Regions from separate parts of the Zea mays genome. Here regions 1 and 3 are each linked to region 2. The links are chromatin contacts, called in public Hi-C maps. All regions are on one chromosome and are shown on one strand. Each heading gives the region's core, a stretch centred on a gene start, on an enhancer-like site or on the middle of the called end of the contact. The rest is flanking DNA. Distances are from core to core; before and after follow the strand shown. Region 1 holds the start of LOC100381517. Region 2 holds the start of LOC100193289. Region 3 holds the start of LOC100282205 (aminoacylase-1).

The links. A called contact is a pair of places that touch in the nucleus more often than the background predicts.
Region 1: a contact with region 2 is called in a Hi-C map of leaf, with 8 times the contacts expected there. The contact joins the promoter of LOC100381517 here to the promoter of LOC100193289 in region 2. A contact is called at or near these places in 9 of 25 Hi-C or Micro-C datasets (bundle sheath, ear, endosperm and 3 more).
Region 3: a contact with region 2 is called in a Hi-C map of ear, with 2.0 times the contacts expected there. The contact joins the promoter of LOC100282205 here to the promoter of LOC100193289 in region 2. A contact is called at or near these places in 2 of 25 Hi-C or Micro-C datasets (ear and tassel).

What each region holds. Positions count from the first base shown.
Region 1 is chr1:193,397,739-193,400,852 of Zm-B73-REFERENCE-NAM-5.0, reverse strand. It overlaps LOC100381517, which reads right to left and starts at 1,284. Exons shown (of 2, transcript NM_001356626.1): 1 at 619-1,284. The coding sequence starts at 1,016.
Region 2 is chr1:193,543,048-193,546,351 of Zm-B73-REFERENCE-NAM-5.0, reverse strand. It overlaps LOC100193289, which reads right to left and starts at 1,262. Exons shown (of 10, transcript NM_001138431.2): 1 at 740-1,262.
Region 3 is chr1:193,359,835-193,363,031 of Zm-B73-REFERENCE-NAM-5.0, reverse strand. It overlaps LOC100282205 (aminoacylase-1), which reads left to right and starts at 1,652. Exons shown (of 5, transcript NM_001371842.1): 1 at 1,652-2,132. The coding sequence starts at 1,737.

The DNA of each region.
Region 1 (3,114 bases), core at 35-2,534, 150 kb after region 2:
ACGTACGTACGCAGGAGATGGTCAAAAGTCGAGACGGAGGCCACGGCTGCCGGACTGGGCTTGGTCAGGCATAGCGTAGGGGCCCAGCTGCGAAGTGTCAGCCTGCGTGGCGTGTTTGAACCGGGCTTCCTTTTTAAAAGGGCTGGGCTGACCTGGGCCTGAAAGAAGCCCAACGCCGGGATGCCAAGTGCCCCCCGAAAAGGGCTCGATCTCCGCTGGCGGCTAAAATAAGAACAAGCAGCAAGTTTGATGTGACAAACCACGATCATGCAAACTAACTTCACCGTATATCACGCTAATGGACTGAACGGCCTTCAACTTTCAGGGCAAAAATAACTAACAAGGAGCGGGGACCGGCACGCCGGCGACCGAGAAGAAGTCGTATCTCTACCAGGGACCGGCACGCCGGCGATGCGTGTGCAACAAAAGCTAGGCGCCGAGCGGTCGTAAAAACAAAGCCGAGGAGGCCTATCCGAACAGCAAGAAGACAACAAAAGCACGGGAAGCGGCCGAGCGGCGGCGGCGGCGAGAAGTCAAACGTAAAACAAGGGAAGGGGGAGAGGAGTTGGGTGGGGCCGGGGAGTCAGCGAGACGGGAGAGCACGCGGCACGCACGCACCTGACGTGGAAGAGGTTGGAGACGCGGTGGGCGCCGAGGTAGGCCTCGACGGCGCCGAGGAAGGCCTGGTACGTCTTGAGGTGGAGGCCGTCGACGCGCGGGTACGGGAGGCGGGGGCGCGGGCCCAGCCAGCGCCGCGGGGCCGCCGCCGCAGGGCTCGCATTGCCGCCGCCGAGGAAGGCGTACTCGCGCCACGCCACGCCGGGCCGCTCGTCCTGCTTCTGATGCGTCGCTGGTGCCGACGGCAGCGCCACGAAGCCCGCCGCACACAGGATGGGCTCCAGCTCGGCGTGGGTCAGGATGGGCCGGAACGTGGCCGTGTGCCACAGGGACAGCTTCTTCGCCACCTCCTCGATCGACACCCGCCGCTCCCGGGCCTTGCCGGCCGGCTCCGCCATGGAGTGCGCGTGTGGGGGCCCGGGGTTTTTCTCTGTATCCCCTCGGGGTTTATGGTGGCGCGGTGGGTGGGTGGGTGGGTGGGTGGGGGTGAGGGGAGGAAGGAGACGGGACGGTCAGGGGCGACGACTCTTCTGGCGTTGTTTATGCGCGGCGCAGAGATTGTCCTCTGGACGAATCAAATCAAATGCGAAAGAGGTGGAGGAGGGCACCGCATTGCACAAGGCGGCGGGAGATGCAGAGCGGAGCCGGACTGCCGGAGACGGAGCCGCGCATTGGGATTCTCTCTCTTCTGCCCTGCGCCGCAATTTCTTTTTCCCTTCTCTCTGCGATTCAAGGACTCCGGGCTGGCAGAAACGCTTGCCGTACCCAGGACGCCGCGGAGAAACGCCCCGCGTGGCCACGAGTCGTTTCTCTGACATGTGGGCCTCACGCGCTGTGATGAATCATGATCACGCTGCGACCTCTTGAGATTTTTGCTCCCCATCCTCCCCGTACGTGTAAGGAGGATGTAAAAAAATAAAGTTAATTATGAATTAGTTAGCATATATTTAGTCCTCCAAATTGATATCCAAACCGTGGACTAAATCCAAACACCCCGAACTGCGCCCTCGCTTAATCTGTCATGAACCAGAGGAGGATTAGAAATGTAATACCAGGTCAATAAAATCAGATCAGGGGCTAAATTTCCCCAAAACACGCGGAGCCCACAGGTCAGGCCGGTGCATACCGACTTGACGGAAAGCCAAAGGCGGCCCTTTGGAGATGACTGTAGGGCGCTCGGCCAGAACCCTCAAGGCAACCAGGCACCGTCTGCCGTGTGGTGCTGCCGCAGGGTGCACCAGCCGCTGAGAAACTTGACTATGGCAATTTAACTCGTGGATTCAGATATTTATTAGTTATCCGATTCAGCGGAACAAAATATAAATATATTTTTTATCCGTGGGTTAGATTCGTACGTATTCTCAAGTCGGGTGGATTAGAATATAACCTCTTATCCACAAGTTATCCGTTGAATATCCGAAATTGATCCATACTTATTTTTTTTGCCCTGACCCATATTACGCACCAAAGGGCAAACTCTAACTCAATGAACCCTGCGCTAACGCTCCAACTCTCCAATGTTGACCACCCCTTCTGGCCTTGTTGCCTTCCTACGCTGTGCTCCGTGTCCCTTCCAAGTCCCATAGACCATAGCATCGTTAGTGGCTGGTTGACGACTGCCGCTTCAGTGTCCATGGCCGTTGTCCACAAACATATAATAATTCTTTCATTAAATTTTTAATTGTGTATGATAGTGAACTGAGAAGAAATTTGATTGATTATGCTAATGGGTTGTTGAAAAAATGATTGTTTATGTCATATACGATGGATATCCGAAACCCGATGGGCAGGGGCATTGATATAAATGTCTGCCACGGGTATGATCACGGATATATATTGGTTGTAACCGCAGATATAGTTATGGGCAGACATTTGCAATATCCGATCTGTCGGTGTTTTGGGTCCGACCGCACACCCAGGGTTACCCCTCAAGGTGCTTTTAGGAGTAGGATGGTGTTACCGACTGTAGCTCGATGGTTCGTGCTGGGCGCACGATAAATAGTAGACAATGATGTACAGGTTCAGGCCGCTTTGAGATGCGTAACACCCTACGTTCTGGCGAGAGTGCTTTATGTGATGGGTTACAAGGGAGTCCTCTAGTACTGGAAAACATAGAGAACGGGGTGGATGGCTAAGTAATGAGTGATGTCGATGGTCTTGAAGGGGTGCCCCCTAGGCCTTATATACTCGACCGTGGGGCATTACATGTGGATATGATAACAACATGAGCCAAAATAATAGTGAACTAACTGAGTCTATCTTCCTATAGTTCAGCCGACTCATCCTCGCTCGGTTCCGATGTACGAGGCTCCTGCGCGGGAAGGTCGGATCACTGTTGCGATTACTGCTCGAACTTGTTGGGTCGTCTGGGCTTGCGCCGACCCGGCCTGGTGTTAATCCGTTTCACTGGTCGTTCCTCCCAGGCCCACGAGGGGATGACCTTACGGATTATGGGGCTCTTTGGCCTTTCGTGAGGTCTTTTATCCTTCTAGTGGA
Region 2 (3,304 bases), core at 13-2,512:
GCACACATACATCATGGGTTGGCCAACCGACAACGCCAAATTATCTGCGCTTAGGGTTTTATGTTGCACTAAAATCAAAGTGAAGAGCTTGTATTCGTTTTCTGCATATGTTTGCCAAATTAAGTTTGGTTTGTGCCTAGTGTAGGAGGAGCCTTGAATTGCGCCTTGTATGCCAACCAAGTGGAACACTGCTCATCAGTTGTCCATCTCTAGGTGATGGAATCTCACACTCTAGGCTGCAGATGCACATCTTACAACCGAATTCACAAAGCAACAAATTCTTCAATTTTAAGTGTGGCCAGCTAAGATTACAATATGACTTAATATGCCTTCACATCCTAATATGACGGCATATTACGAGCCTTATTAAAGAGCCTCATGAGTTTTTTGAGGCCCTTTCAGGAGGGATCTCCAGATACTTGATTTAACAGTTGCCATAAAATTTAATGTTCAAACATTACTTCTACACGTCCCTAATTTCATAAAAACGATATGAGCATACGGGAAATAGATCATCACAAAAAACAAAAAAGGAAACACATCATTTTGTTTTCATGTTTTTTATTGTGATTATGAAAATGGACGGGACAAGTGTAGCGTAGAGAACATGACGGAACGGGATTTGCCATTTCATGGCACGGTATTCCATATGCAAAAAATGTCCAAGCAATACTAATAAGCAAAGTATAGTGCCACTGTCTCTTAATCTCAAGAGTGGATCTGGCCGCTGTGTGCTCACCTTGCTTGTTGTTTCAACCTTCAAGCTCGAGCTGGGACTGGAACGGACAGAGGGGGCTGAGGGGGAGGTCCGGAGTCGGAAGTCCTGACTGTCGGGGGCTGACCGTCGCCGGTCGCCGCCGCCACCGGGCACGGCGCTGGGCGCGCAGCCGCGCAGGAGCGCAAGACCGAGGAGGCGAGTCTGCCGGGGGAGGACCGATCACCAAGGGGGGCTGGGGAGGCCGCGCCCCCGCCGTAACGCGACGCGCCTCCAGGGACCAGGGCTCTCTGCTCCCGGCTGATGCCCACGCGGGGGAGGTGTCGAGGCAGCGACCGTCGAGGCGGCGAGCTGGAGAAGCGCGGTCGAGCTCGGGTGAGGGAGGCGGCGGCGCGGCCACGTGCGGCGATCAGCGGCAGGACCGTAGAAGTTGTGCCTGTGCGCGATGCGGGGCTGCGGCGCCGGGCGCAGAGCTGGACTGCTACAAAGCGAACGACGCTGGCCGGTGGCTGGCGGCAGCCTCAGAGATGGAAGCATAAGATCGGTGGTGACGACCTAGGATTTAGGATTTACTGTTCTGTGATCTAGTGGGCCGGGCTAAGGTATGGCGCGGGTTCCGGCCCTCCATCGCTAGGTACACGCGACATGCGTACACGCGACATGCTTTCGTCTCAAATTAAAATTCGTTTTACCTTTCTACCGCATTCATACATTAATTAATAACTAGTTATGTGCTCGTGTGTTTCAACGGCACACAATCACAAAAACAAGAAGGTAGATTTTTTCAAAAATTACAAAAAGCATATGATCTTTCAACATAACATACAAAATCGAGATGGAAATCAGAAAACAATGTAAGCCTCAACTACAGAAGAAGCATCAGAGAATAAAGGACAATAATTAGTAACACTATATAAAGCAGTTAACAACACATGATTGTCAAGCAAGCGTATGAGCACAGCTAGCACTTTTCTAGTACACATTTGAGCATAGGTTCTCCTAGCTGTGGATAAAAAGGATGATGATCAACGAAAGAACAACCTTAACCAATTGAAGGATTTAGTAGAGAGAAGTAGGTCAATGTGTCGACCTAAAGTAGAACTCTATCTGCTTGAATAGCTTGACATGTTCCTCTTCTACGTTAGGTTCAGGCGCCTGAAAGTAAGGATAAGCGGTCAACGAACCTGAGCAAGTCCGCCAGAAGCTATAAAATTGAAGTTCATATAAACTTCCCTCTCGGCAAGGTGATAAATGATAAGCCAATAACCAAACACTATACTCTACCGCCAGAGGACGAGAAAGCACACACAGAAATAACTTGACACTTCAATGTTTCTATAAATTTCAGTAATCTAAAAATGCAAACACCATAGAAATAATCATGTCTTCCAAACTCAGTTTTTTTCCCTATAATACACAGGTGTCAAATCATGATTAAGAATCAAAACTATACTCATATTTAGTAAATAACACAAAATAGGTTGCTTATGAAACACTAAAATTAAAAGAAGACAATGCATATTAGTGGAATGTGATATTTAGAACTAACACGCAATAATTGATGTAACATAGGTTGCTCATTTATATACAAAATACAAGAAGTTGAGTGTTGTAACAACTATATATTCTTCACAGGCATCTTTCAGTTATTTGCTAATGTTCAAATCAACAACAATATGTTTTTTGTCAAACATGTACAAAAGAACCTAAACATAGGTGTTGCTACTTTGACAAACAATAAGGCAAACTGTGTACATATACAACAGGCATGATGTATCCAGAAACATGTGAAATGCTTAGGGCTAGAAGAAGATTACCGTGTGACTTTTTACTACACAGGGGCAGCTGGCTCAGGCGTGTTGAGCTAGCTTCTTCACTGTCGAGGCCATGTTCTCGCCCTGGTGCTCAGCAAGGGCAAGTTTGGTCTCACTGGGTTGTTTGATGCCATCGCCAACAAAGACGCCAACGCCACCAGAATATGCATTTCATTCTCAGTACCAGTTTTTGGTCCTGCGTCAAGAGGAACCAGAGGAAACTGTAGCAGCAGAGAAAAAAATTACCGATCTTTCATTGGAATTATTTCATGGTTTTACAAATTTTTGGGCTTACAAACAAAGAATATTAAACAAATAAATTTTAGACAAGCAGCCATCAAGCATGTATTTTATCAATGAAAAATCCATAGTAGCTGAAGGAAATATGTGTTGTCATCTTGACATATCTAATTAAATTGATTCTATAAACATTTTGGTATATCCAAAAGTTGAATTTCATTCTCATAGCTATGGTGAGAGGCTGAGTGCATGCAAAATAATGACACAATGGTTGTGCTTGCTAACAGAAAATATGAAAACAAATGTGAATTTCCATCCTAATCTAATTCGAAAACATATATAGGAAAGATGAGGTCAAGAAGTCTTGCGTGGAAGCAACCAGTATCTCACCATTCTTAGGAGTACATAAATTATTCTGAACCTGAAAAGCAATAAAAATAAAAAATATCAGATATCAAAGTTGTGCTAAGGTGCTAGTACATAAAAGTAAATTTGATCAACTTAAGAAAGAAGGAAAGCAAATGCTACCCCTATG
Region 3 (3,197 bases), core at 403-2,902, 180 kb after region 2:
GGGCGGGATTGCGGCGTGCAGGCGGTAGGGCGGGCAGGAGGGCGGTTCGCCATGGTCGCGGCGGGATTTGCGGGCTTGCGGTGTGCGGGCGGGAGTACGGTTCGCCTTGGTCGCGGCGGGGTTTGCAGGTTTGCGGCGTGCGGGTGGGCGGGCGTAGGGAGGCGGGGGCAGTCTACAGTAAGTTCTTAATAGTTAGTAGAGATTACTGTTTCTATATGCCTACATCAATCATAGCTGAATGACCGTGCGTTGCAACAGATATATATAATACCAATATACTACGATAACTTATATACAAAATATATGTTATACCGTTATGAGAAAATGTTTCATAATCAATTTGTGATTCTGACCATACATAAATTTTGTTATTTATAATCTATCTGTTTCACCACTACATTGCAACCATCAGTATCATGTAGACTTCGATATATGTCACGATTTACATGGTCTCATTATTGGAGAGCACGTTTCACACATACCGGAAGAAATTCCCTCGTACATCGTTAGTCATCGGACACGTACCACCATACGCTTTTGCTTAAACAAAAAGGTAAGTGTGTGTTTGCAAGACTAATGGTCAAATATCGTATAACCATAAAGTTAGAATACTATATTAATATATTAAATAAATTAATCCAATAGACATAGATTAACCCAATTAACATAGGATAAATAAATATCTAATTATAAAAGTATAAAACATGGTATAATCAATGTTGTTACTGCGTAGTAAATATTCATACGAGACTAACACAACTGGAACAGTTCAATTTGGAATTAAAATGGGGAAGTTACGAATTTCCAAAGTTTCTATGTATTTGATATAGGATTAATTAGGAAATCAAATTTATTGTTGTTTTCATGACAAAACAGAGGTATTATGTGATAAAAAATAATATTATAGAATTATAGAAATTAGAATGAACTCATTTGGATTTAATATGAAATTTCCATGAATTAAATGGGTTTCTGCAATTATTTTTAAACTAAAAATCAATTTCTAAACTCCTTTTTCCTATTTTCTTTATTTCCTGAACTGCGTCCCAAATTCCAGGAAGATCAGGGGCCAAGCTATAAATGTTTTTTTAGACTCAGTAAGCATACAGAGTGGACGGCGGGTTAAACACAAAAGACATCTTAGTTGAAGCTGTATGCAATTCAACATGAGTCACGTTGGCTAGAGAGTAGAAGACTAGGCATTCTACTCAATAGATCCAAGGTTCGATCCTTGATTACTTTTCTGCGCGCGGAACGGGGAACGACAGACTACTCTTACCTTCTTAATAAGTAATATAGATTTTAAAGCATAAAATAAATTTATTTAAATATTCATTAAGTCTATCATTGCATTCTTTTATGATTGAAGGCTCCTCCAAGTTAAATATTATTCTTATTAAGCGTTGATCTTTTTGTCAACACAATAAACTTTATTATTTCTCGATTTATATGGTCCTCAACACCAAAACTCACAATGGGGGTTTCACCACATTTACCCCCATCTAACTAATGTTTTGGGGGCATCTTAAGCTATAGTACAATGGAGTGGTGTAGTTAAAAAAACATGCACGAATCTCAATTTCACAAAAAAAAAAACAAAGTGGAAAAGCAATTGGGCCACGTCACTTCATAACCACCCTGCATTCCCATCCAGCCGTCGCCACTCGCCGCCGCTAACCCAGCCCCGTCTCATCGCCATTTGAACCAGGAATCTTACGCGGAACCGCCCCGCTTCCATGGCGACGGCATCCACTACGCTGCTCCTCTCCCTTGCCTTCCTCGCCTTCGCCTGGGCGGCGTCGCCGTCGCCGTCGCCGGATGCGGAGGCGATCTCCCGGTTCCAGGAGTACCTCCGCATCGACACGGCGCAGCCGGCGCCAGACTACGCCGCGGCCGTGGCCTTCCTCCGGAAACAGGCCGCCGATGCTGGACTCGAGGCGCGCACGCTTGAGCTCGTCGCCGGGAAGCCCCTGCTGCTGCTGCGGTGGCCCGGTCGGCGGCCGTCGCTCCCCTCCATACTCCTCAACTCCCACACTGACGTGGTGCCGTCGGAGCCGAACAAGTGGGACCACCCGCCCTTTTCCGCCGCCCTCGATGAGCCATCCGGTCGCATCTACGCGCGAGGCTCCCAGGTGAGATGTACTACTTCCTTACCGAAGGCGAAGAGATTGCTTTAAGCCGCGATTTTTGCTTGTTCAGTTTGAGCTGTATGTTTACACGTGGACGTGGTGTGCTGCGCATCTTTATAAGGGTTATAATTGGCGCCGCCTTGTCTCCGGAACTCCAATTTTCAGTTAGGGACTGTTTGGACCAGTTCATTTTGGAGGAACTGGAATCTACTTGATATAACAAGAATTTGACATTCTACTACTTTCTAAAGTTAAGATATAAGCCTATCTCAAATTCATAGGGTAAGAAATGGAAATTGATTTTTATGTATCAGCAGATTATGTTTCTACTATCTAATTTATGATAAACTCTTGGACCCGCTCCCATATAGTGAAATGTAGCACATAAGTATATGAGATCAACAGTAGTATACGAATATATATATTCCACATAAAACCATATTAACTTAATTGACATGTGCCTAAATAACGATTATTAGAATGAAATTCAGTCCAAAGGATGCAAACGGGGCCTTACAACGAGTTGTCTTGATTCATTAATTCATGGTTAGGTCTGTAACTTGGATATTCACTTGGGACAGTAATTTACCTCGAGCAGGAAAGCGATCTTTATAATTCGATTTGCTCATGACAGCTTTATTTTGTGGCTGTGTCTGGGATTGCACATAGATGCTTTTACTGTTAATGCCATTTTTTTAGCCGTACCAAATTGTAGGATGCTAAATGCTTGCGATGTCTAGTTTATTTAGTACTAAGTGTATATTGACCAGCAAAACTCCATTTCAATGTAAGTGTCAAGTTGCACTGTTTTTTACACTAAATTCACTACGGTAATCTTTTTTCGCGTGAAAAAGTCACTCTTAGGCTGTATATACATGTTCCCATTACATCTCTTCCCGAAGTGTCCATCTCCCCTCACTAACATGCTAATATTACCTTAACCTGTTTGCTAAAATCATTTTGATTCTCTTAGCTCTACCACCATGCCTTTCATGGAATTGTGAAAAGCTCCAAAGCTCTAAAATTTTACTAGATCTACATGTTTACAGCATCTACTTAATTCTTGGA